3 separate regions of the Mus musculus genome follow, and all the other regions are linked to region 2. A link is a contact called in public Hi-C and HiChIP or PLAC-seq data. All regions are on one chromosome and are shown on one strand. The core of a region is the stretch at or near the end of the contact, and the rest is flanking DNA. Distances in the headings are between cores, read along the strand shown.

Evidence for each region. A called contact is a pair of places that touch in the nucleus more often than the background predicts. HiChIP or PLAC-seq counts read pairs in DNA pulled down with a chosen protein or histone mark.
Region 1: a contact with region 2 is called in a Hi-C map of bone marrow-derived macrophages, with 25 read pairs. The contact joins two enhancer-like sites. A contact is called at or near these places in 3 of 484 Hi-C or Micro-C datasets (bone marrow-derived macrophages, double positive thymocytes and pancreatic cancer cells), 7 of 115 datasets of contacts at active chromatin or transcription factors (the 230-238 cell line, bone marrow-derived macrophages, embryonic basal ganglia and 3 more) and 1 of 9 other capture datasets (embryonic stem cells).
Region 3: a contact with region 2 is called in an H3K27ac HiChIP or PLAC-seq map of acute myeloid leukemia, with 2.5 times the contacts expected there. The contact joins two enhancer-like sites. A contact is called at or near these places in 7 of 484 Hi-C or Micro-C datasets (the Ba/F3 cell line, CD4 T cells, CD8 T cells and 4 more) and 4 of 115 datasets of contacts at active chromatin or transcription factors (acute myeloid leukemia, effector CD8 T cells, embryonic basal ganglia and 1 more).

Annotation. Positions count from the first base shown.
Region 1 is chr11:78,791,463-78,794,162 of GRCm38.p6, forward strand. No RefSeq gene overlaps it. Among named protein-coding and RNA genes, the nearest start is that of Lyrm9, 34 kb to the right of the region's middle. Within about 2 kb of position 1,294, at least 125 of the 459 cell types and tissues checked have an H3K27ac peak or open chromatin away from gene starts, as enhancers often do. A contact at or near this core is called in bone marrow-derived macrophages, double positive thymocytes and microglia, where this site is marked.
Region 2 is chr11:78,598,968-78,601,667 of GRCm38.p6, forward strand. All of the region lies in intron 3 of Nlk (nemo like kinase), which reads right to left. Among named protein-coding and RNA genes, the nearest start is that of Tmem97, 50 kb to the left of the region's middle. Within about 2 kb of position 1,279, at least 86 of the 459 cell types and tissues checked have an H3K27ac peak or open chromatin away from gene starts, as enhancers often do. A contact at or near this core is called in CD8 T cells, acute myeloid leukemia, bone marrow-derived macrophages and 3 more, where this site is marked.
Region 3 is chr11:78,770,734-78,773,433 of GRCm38.p6, forward strand. No RefSeq gene overlaps it. Among named protein-coding and RNA genes, the nearest start is that of Ccnq, 20 kb to the left of the region's middle. Within about 2 kb of position 1,373, at least 82 of the 459 cell types and tissues checked have an H3K27ac peak or open chromatin away from gene starts, as enhancers often do. A contact at or near this core is called in CD8 T cells, acute myeloid leukemia and effector CD8 T cells, where this site is marked.

The DNA.
Region 1 (2,700 bases), core at 44-2,543, 190 kb after region 2:
CTTCCCTATCCCCAAAGTTATGCAAAAACAAAAAAAAAACCCAAAACAAACAAACAAACAAAACCCAACAGCAACAACAACAAACAAAAAACCCTAGATATCACAAAGAACAGGAAGCTGATGGGGGAGGGAAGAAGGAGAAAATAACAAAAACTCCAGGCCTTGCTCTGGACTGCCTCAGAACAATTCAGAAAGTACATCACCAGTCTGGTTTAGACTGGTTGTGAGTCTGTTGCAATGACCTCCCATGCTTGGCAAGCCTCCAGTGGCTGAGAAAGTAATATGCCACGGGCCAAGTTCCATAATTTATCGAGGGGAAGGCTGGCTCTGCAGTTGGCACCCCTTCAGCTAGCCAGCTTTCATGGATACAACACATCCGATGGATCTGGCTCAATAAATTCAGGTCCATAAAGTCTGAAGTCTGTGCCTTTTCCAGTAACACAGAGTCTCTGTCCCCACAAATGCAGACGCTGTTCCCTCTCACAGATCCTTTCCCTGGATTCCCTGTTCCCAAGATTTCCAATCACTGCCCAGAAAGGTTCCTGGGAACCTTCACCTGCCTCACAACCCTCTGGGGCCCCCAGAGTAGTTCAAAAAGACTCTGGGGGAGGTCCCTGAGGAGACCCAACCAGATCTTTCCTGAATCTTCCTTTTCTCTGGCGGTTGGAGATGCCCTGCCAGTTGGAGATGCTGAGCGGCAGGGGCTGGAGGGGAAGGTGGAGGTTCCCTTTTAGACACCTGGTCCTTTCACCTATTGTTCGGCTTGGGCTGGCAGCTCCCTGCCGCCTAATCACCCTCTGCTCATTAACAAGCTGTACTCATTTGCATGTCTAAATATCCCTGTACTTAGAGCACAGCCCATTAGTCGCCTCCTTATATCTAACAATACAGGGAAAGGGCATTGAGGGGGCAGATAGGAAAGGTGGCTCCCACATGCCAGTCTCTGGTCCTGGAAGCCCACCTGAAGGCCAGGTATCCTGTCCTGTTTCATCTCTCTTAAAACCTGCCCATTCTTACAGACTGAGCGTTGCTATTTTGGAGTGACTGCCTCCTCCTCCTCCTCCATTTGGAAAATCTGTGGCTCTTTCCCAGTTTATCTCACTTATTCTTATTTTCTTGTCTTTCCTAGCTCTACTGGGAGGACACAGTAGCCCCTCAAACCACAAGCAAACAAGCTCCCCCCCCCCTCCAGAGCCCACAGCCTTCCGCATCCACCAGCTTTATGCAAATGTCCCAGCACGCCCACCCTCTTTGCACAAGCACGGAAACGGGAACTTTCTATGTATAGATCGCCAGTGACGGTTCATTTTTATACAGTTGGAGAAGCGTGAAAAGTCACCGGCTTGGATAGTGCCGTCCTAAATCAGCACAGACCACGGTGGCACCTGCAGTTAATGAATCCACTCACTGACCCCACGACCCTCGGCTGAGCATTTACAGGAAAGAATACTGCTCTTACGATCCCTCCGGCTTTGGAGGAATTGGGCACCAGCTTCCTGGAAAAATACCCAGGAAAAATACCCATAAAACAACAGACTCAAGAGAGGACCAACCCTGAAAGATGGAACACCTGGACTGAAAGCTTGTGCCTGGCTTGATGGCAACACTTGCCGTACCAACAAACAAGAGCACCATAGCACAGAGAGGTTAAACGAGTTTATAAAGTCACACAGCTTATCAAATCTTGGTATGTGCAGAATTCAGACGTGGCCAGGCTGGTTCCACCTATGGTCACTTTGGAGGTTCCCGCGTGGCAGAGGCTCCCGAACAGTGGAGGCTCCCGCATGGTAGCTGAAATAACAGGATGCTAACTTTGTTCCTTGCTTGTTCACAGTTGCTCACACACACACACACCCCTCCCGCGCCTGCCCGGCATCCTGTTCTTCTTTAAAGAATTCACTTCTGTAGGTGGCTGGGGTGGTTCGCCTTCCACGCTTAGCTTCTGCAACTGGTCTTTATTGGTTTAGACCAATTGGAATACCTGCTCACTGTCAGCCACCATGATTGGCTGCAGACAGGCAAGTGGCCACAAAATGTGACTTTAGTCTTCCCGAAGGAGTTCCTGAGAGAGAAACTCCCTCTTCAATGGACCAGTGAGGCTGTAAAAAGATGCCTGCTGGGCAGACCAAGTGAGAGCACTGTACAGAGTTTCAAAAGGAATCACTGGGACGCAAAACAGGCAGACAGAAATACAGCAAGTCCTTAGTGAAACTATGAGTTGCTGGATCAAGCTTTGCCTGAAACTAACAGTAATTCTAAACTTGCCAGTAGCCTGACACACAGTAGGGTCTCAATAAATATTTGTTGAATATACAAGTTTATGAAAATCCCTTTTTGATTTGTCCGCTTTGAGTTTCTATCACTGACTTATGAAATGAAAGATTCCTACTGGATATACGTCTACACACACATCAGAAACAAACTTGAGCCATGGTAGACACAGTGCATGCTGACAGAGGTTGGTCTTGTTAAAGCAACTCTCTGAAGGTGGGCTTCTGTCTTTACACGTGAGTGTATGCATGCCCACACCCACTCACACACAAGCATATATGATGTAGGTGTGTGCATATTTCTGTATGTATACCTGTGTGGGGGTGAGTGAGTGCACATGTGTATGAATGTGGAGGCCAGAGGTTGATGCCGGCTGCCTTCCTTTATCTCTCTCCACTGAAACTGGAGCTCACCCCTTTAGCAAACCCA
Region 2 (2,700 bases), core at 29-2,528:
AATAAATATTTTAAAAAAGACAATGGATTCCAGGGTAATTTTTGGGCTGCAGTAAAATAGGGGGGGGGTGTTATTGGCCCTTAGCAGGAAAACAGAAAAAAAAAATTAGATTATTTGAACTCTAAGCCAAGCCTTTGATGAGAAGTCAAAGTTCCTGTAAGTTTGGAAGTCATTAGATGATAAAATAAATAAAGGCGGGCTGGGGATTTCCTCTAGAAACACAGTGCTTGCTTAGACAGTGTTAAGGCCCTGGGGTTCTGTCCCCAGCAGTGGCAGGAGTCAGAGAAGGATGGTTACCACAGCTAACTTCTTGGGCTTGAGGTGTTTGTCAGTGATGTCATGAGCTACTCAGGGGGCTGAGGCAGCAGGACCCCAATTTTGAGGCCTTCCTGTGCTGCAGAGTAAGCTCAAGCCCAGACTGTATAACTCAGTGAGACTGTCTCAAAATAAAGAGAGCTGGGGGAACAGCTCTGTAGAAGAGCACATACAAGGCCATGGCTCAATCTCCAGGATTCAACAAACAGAAAGGAGGAAAGAGAAAAAGGAGTAAGCAAATATCAGTCTTTACTTTCTATCAAATGAAATGTCACATATAGGGTATTAGTGCTACATGCTCCTATTTCTCTGCAAGAGACATTTACATATCATTTTTAGAAAACCCCTCCATCTCCAGCTGCAGGGCATCTGCCACTCAAGTCTTCTGACCTCAAAGCAACAGTACCCATGTGCATATGCTCCTCCAGACACAAAAGGATGCACACGATTACGTACAAATGATCTTTAAAAATCAGGTAAGCTCAGTGGTTAAGAGCACTGATTGCTCTTCCTAAGGTCCTGAGTTCAAATCCCAGAAACCACATGGTAGCTCACAACCATCCATAATGAGATCTGACGCCCTCTTCTGGGGTGTCTGAAGACAGCTACAGTGTACTTACATATAATAAATAAATAAATCTTTTTAAAAATTCATGTAAACAGATCACCTGTAATGGAGCTATAAACTCAACCCCAATGACAGGACATTCTTTAGAATAATGCATACTAGCCTGGCGGTGGTGGCGCACGCCTTTAATCCCAGCACTTGGGAGGCAGAGGCAGGCGGATTTCTGAGTTCAAGGCCAGCCTGGTCTACAAAGTGAGTTCCAGAACAGCCACGGCTACACAGAGAAACCCTGTCTCAAAAAAACAACAACAAAAAACCAGAATAATGCACACTAAGTGTCAGCAGCGGAGCTGTGGGTGACAGTGACGAAACACCACTTCCTGCCAGAATGCCACAAAGGCTGCTTAGGACAGCAACACAGCAGCAGAGACAAAACAGGGTCAGAGAAGCTTCTGGGGACAAGGAAATGAAGTGGGCCAGAGTGGGAGAGGAAGGAGGAGGGGTGTCAGAAGTAAAAACAGGTCTGGATAATTTACTCTGATAGAAAAGATTATGAGAAGATTAGAAAATTAATCTAGAGCCTCAACAGTAAGTAAGCCTCCCTTGACCTCTTCCTTCAATTAAAACAAATGTGAACTATGATCAATATTTACTTAACCCATCCCTAGAATGTTACATCTACTTTAGGAAGTAATTTAAGAACTCACGATAATCAGCTTCATGCCAGAAATCCTGACTGCCCCAACTGTCAAAGACAATCCTGCAGAAAACAGGCAACACAATCACCACAGAAACAAACGCTGACATCAAATTCTGACCTTCTATTAACAGTAAGATGATTGGGTACTTTTCTGTTTTTAGGAAGTCATGATTACTCAAGCAGTTTCAGAGGCGCAGGACTGATGCCAAGAGCATCTTTGTTTAACCATCATCATTAGCATTGATAAATACTGACTGGGTACCAAGTGGGTGTAGAGAGCATGCTAGCTCAATGACAGAGAAAGAGGATGGAGGCATGCACAGCAAACATTCAAGGGACTGAGGAGAGACTGGCACTGTATACATACAAGAATGACACGGCAAGGACAACAAGGGAATTGGCCAAAAGGGAGAACAGTTGCTACAGTCTTCACAGTTTGCTTTGCACCTCAGTTTACTTTGTTTTATCTATTCCCACTAGCTCAGAGAAGTTAGCCCTATCTTCAAAATCATTCCATAGAGACGCAGTGGGTCTAGAAGGGTAAACGAATGAGTCAGAGGTCACACTAGCTCGAAACAGACCTCTGGTGCCAGAGCCCAGTCCTTGTTTTCAACTATACCCTGTTTGTTAAAAAATGAAGCAAACCCACATGACAAACTAAGAACAAAATAATTACACTTCAGAAGGGAAAAAGGCTTCAAAACTGATTTTTGAAAATGAGAAGCTGAACAGACTTAGCTGGTGGGAAGGTGCTGTGATGCAGATCCCAAATGATCAGGGTTACAATCTTGACTCTGTCATTTACCAGCTTGGTAACATTAGGCAAGTTATGTAACTTTCCTGTGCTTATAAAATAGGCATGATGAGGTTCTTGCCAGGATTTAAGCAACTGTGTTGAGAATCACACAGTGTCTGGCACAAAGGGGAAAGGAATGAGGTGGCAGCCATCATTATCATCCTTACAAGGAGGAGGAAGGGTAGAGTTTATTAAGTCTTAGTACCAGGAGCTGTGCCAGATGTTGGACATACATAATTCATCCACCAGTAAGGAGTGCCATCAAGTAACCTTCTCAAGGTCAGAAGTTAGCAAGCTGGGCAGGGGATTAAAATATGAACT
Region 3 (2,700 bases), core at 123-2,622, 170 kb after region 2:
AATTGTTTGCTAGGGGAAACTCTTCCAGGATGGGTGAAGACCAGAAAGACAGGCAGTCACCGATGCCAGTGTTTGCCACTCAATCATACAAAACAGGGCTCATTCCTAGAGACTGTTTCTCCACCCCCTTCCAGTGTGGCTTTTTTCATGTGTTCTTGTCTCCTCTCCCATATAACCAGGTATCTAGCAGCAAAGTCTACTCACAATGCAAGCCACTCAGCAACATCTAATACCGGCCATTGTTAATTAGCTTATGTATGAATTTGTTCCTGCTGATGGGTTTTTGTTTTATTTTGTGGTGGTAGAGGAGGAATTAAACAATTGGGCTTTTGTGTTTGTTTATTTCTTTGAGATCGGGTTTTTCTATGAAGCCCTGGCTTGACCTGGAACTCACTATGTAGACCAAACTGACCTAGAACTCACATAGACCCGCCTGCCTCTGCCTCCTGAAATGCTGGGATTAAAGGCGTGACTACCATGCCTGGCAACAATTGGGGTTTTACATGTTTTTAATGTTTACTTCTTTTGTATGTATAAGTGCTCCTGCCACGTTGTGATCGGAGAATGGCTATGGGACTTCTACTTTCCTTCCTCTGTGTGGGACTGGGAGTAGAACTCAGGTCTCCAGGGTTGGTAGTAAGTACCCTTATCCACTGTAAAGCCTGTTTAGTTTTGAGATGCCCTTGCTGTAAAACTTTGGTGGGCCTGGAATTCTGTATGTAGCCCAGGCTGGTCTGCCTCCGGAGCACTGGGATTACAGGGATGGGTCCTCATCTCTATTATTTTAGACACAAGCGTGCACACACATACGCTGTTAATCATGGACGACATTAGTCCAGGTCCTTTAGCAGAAAGATGTCCAGCCTGAGTGAATATACATCATAAGACATTACAAGGCTTTCTTACTTCACAGGTCTCTCCACCCTGACTTGACCCAGTCTGAGCCTCTTACATTTCTTCCTGGTTTTTATTCATCTCTCACTTGGGGCTTTGTGTTGGACAAAATGTACCAGTTAGGCTGGCTCTGTTTTCGGCGATGACAGGCAAAGGCTGGTGCCTCTCACATGACTTTGGCTGTTGGGGGATGGAGGCGGTGGTGGCTGCTGCTGCTTTAGGTGTCACCTGGGTGGGTGCAGTGGTGTTGAGACAGGTGGATTCTTTCACACGCCATGCGCTTGTGAAGGCGGTTCGTGCCGAAGTGTTTGCTTCATTGCCTTGCAAGCTGTCAGTTGCCTTCTCCCTGCAAAGCTGATTCCCCAGCAGGGATCCTGCTAAACACTGCCTTGGGTGCCTCCCTTCCAACCAAGCCTGTCTCAGATGGCTCTCACTCTCCAGTTCAGAGTCTCTTGTCTAGCCGGAAGCAGGCAGGCAGGCTGCTGTGGCTTCTCTGATAGTCAGGGAGACAGGAAGTGCCTGAAGGCAGAAGATCAACAGTTAGGACAGGAGCTGGCTCTCCGGATCAGAAGGGTAACCAGAGGGTGCCTCCAGGAAACTTTTCTTCATGGTCCCAGGCCACATGTGCTTGCAGCCCTCGTGGGACCACCTATGCCATAGGACCTATGGTGTGGGTGGCTAAAGGGGAGGCTGGTAATCTGAGGAGCATGGGGATGCCAAAGAGTATTCTCAAAGTCTGTTCCATAAACCATTGCTGCCACTGGACCTGCAAAGGCCTGTGTCTCAGGGTGAGCAGCCCCAGCAAGCTCACCTGTCGTCTTGCTTTGTTCAGGTTTGTAAAAGAGTCTGGGATTAAATAAACCAGGAAAACACTAAGTTAATAAAGGGAGACTATTTCTATAGTGACAGATCTCAAATCCATACTTTACTGGAGAACACTGTAAATCCTTAGACAGGTATCCAACCTATTGACATTGAGACCTTGTAGTGTCTTCAGTCTTGGTGGCAAAGCACCATTCCCTCACTGGGCCATCTCGAAGGGCTTCTGGGTTGGGATTCTGAGACTTCAGAGTTAGATGAGCTATTCCCTGAGGGCAGTGGACACAACACAAGGAGGGGGTGGCATTATGGGAAAGTCCTAAGGCTAGGGAAGAGGCTCAAGTATTCCTCTGTCTGTATGAATGAATACATTCTACTCTGCTTCCAGAGACCAAAGAGGCTGCTACACTTGAGGGGTAGAACTGAGCTAGGAGCTCAGGGCCTGGGGACCTAACTCTTGGGTTGAAGGTCAATGGCACAAGTTTTGGTGCCAGGTGAGGCTCCCAGCATCCCTGTTTGAACCTGAAAGTGGATGACTGTCTCTACGTGGCAAGAAGGGATCAACTGGTCTCCTCTTAGATAGGCTGGGGACAAGTACTTCCCGCATAAACAGAAGTCCATACACACTCACCTTCCCACCCACCCCTATGAACTTACTAAAAAGGGGTGACTTAGAAGTGAATTCTTTAAAAAAGCAAAGTTCCAGGAGGAAGCAGAATGTAATCTATGGAAATACACATGAGTGGACTACAGTGAGAAACAAGGAAAGGATCTGCCCGCTCCACCCCCATTCAATGAGGCAGAGATTAATCCCCTGAAATCAAGTGCGTAAATTATACATGGATGGGAACTGGCTAGGGGAATGAGGTGTCTGATAGGGTGCTGATGGAGATGAAAATGAGGCTTGAGAGATCAATTCTGCTCTTGAACCAGCTCCAAGTCCCACTGAAGGCCCTGGCAGAAACACCCTGACTTACCTCACTGGAG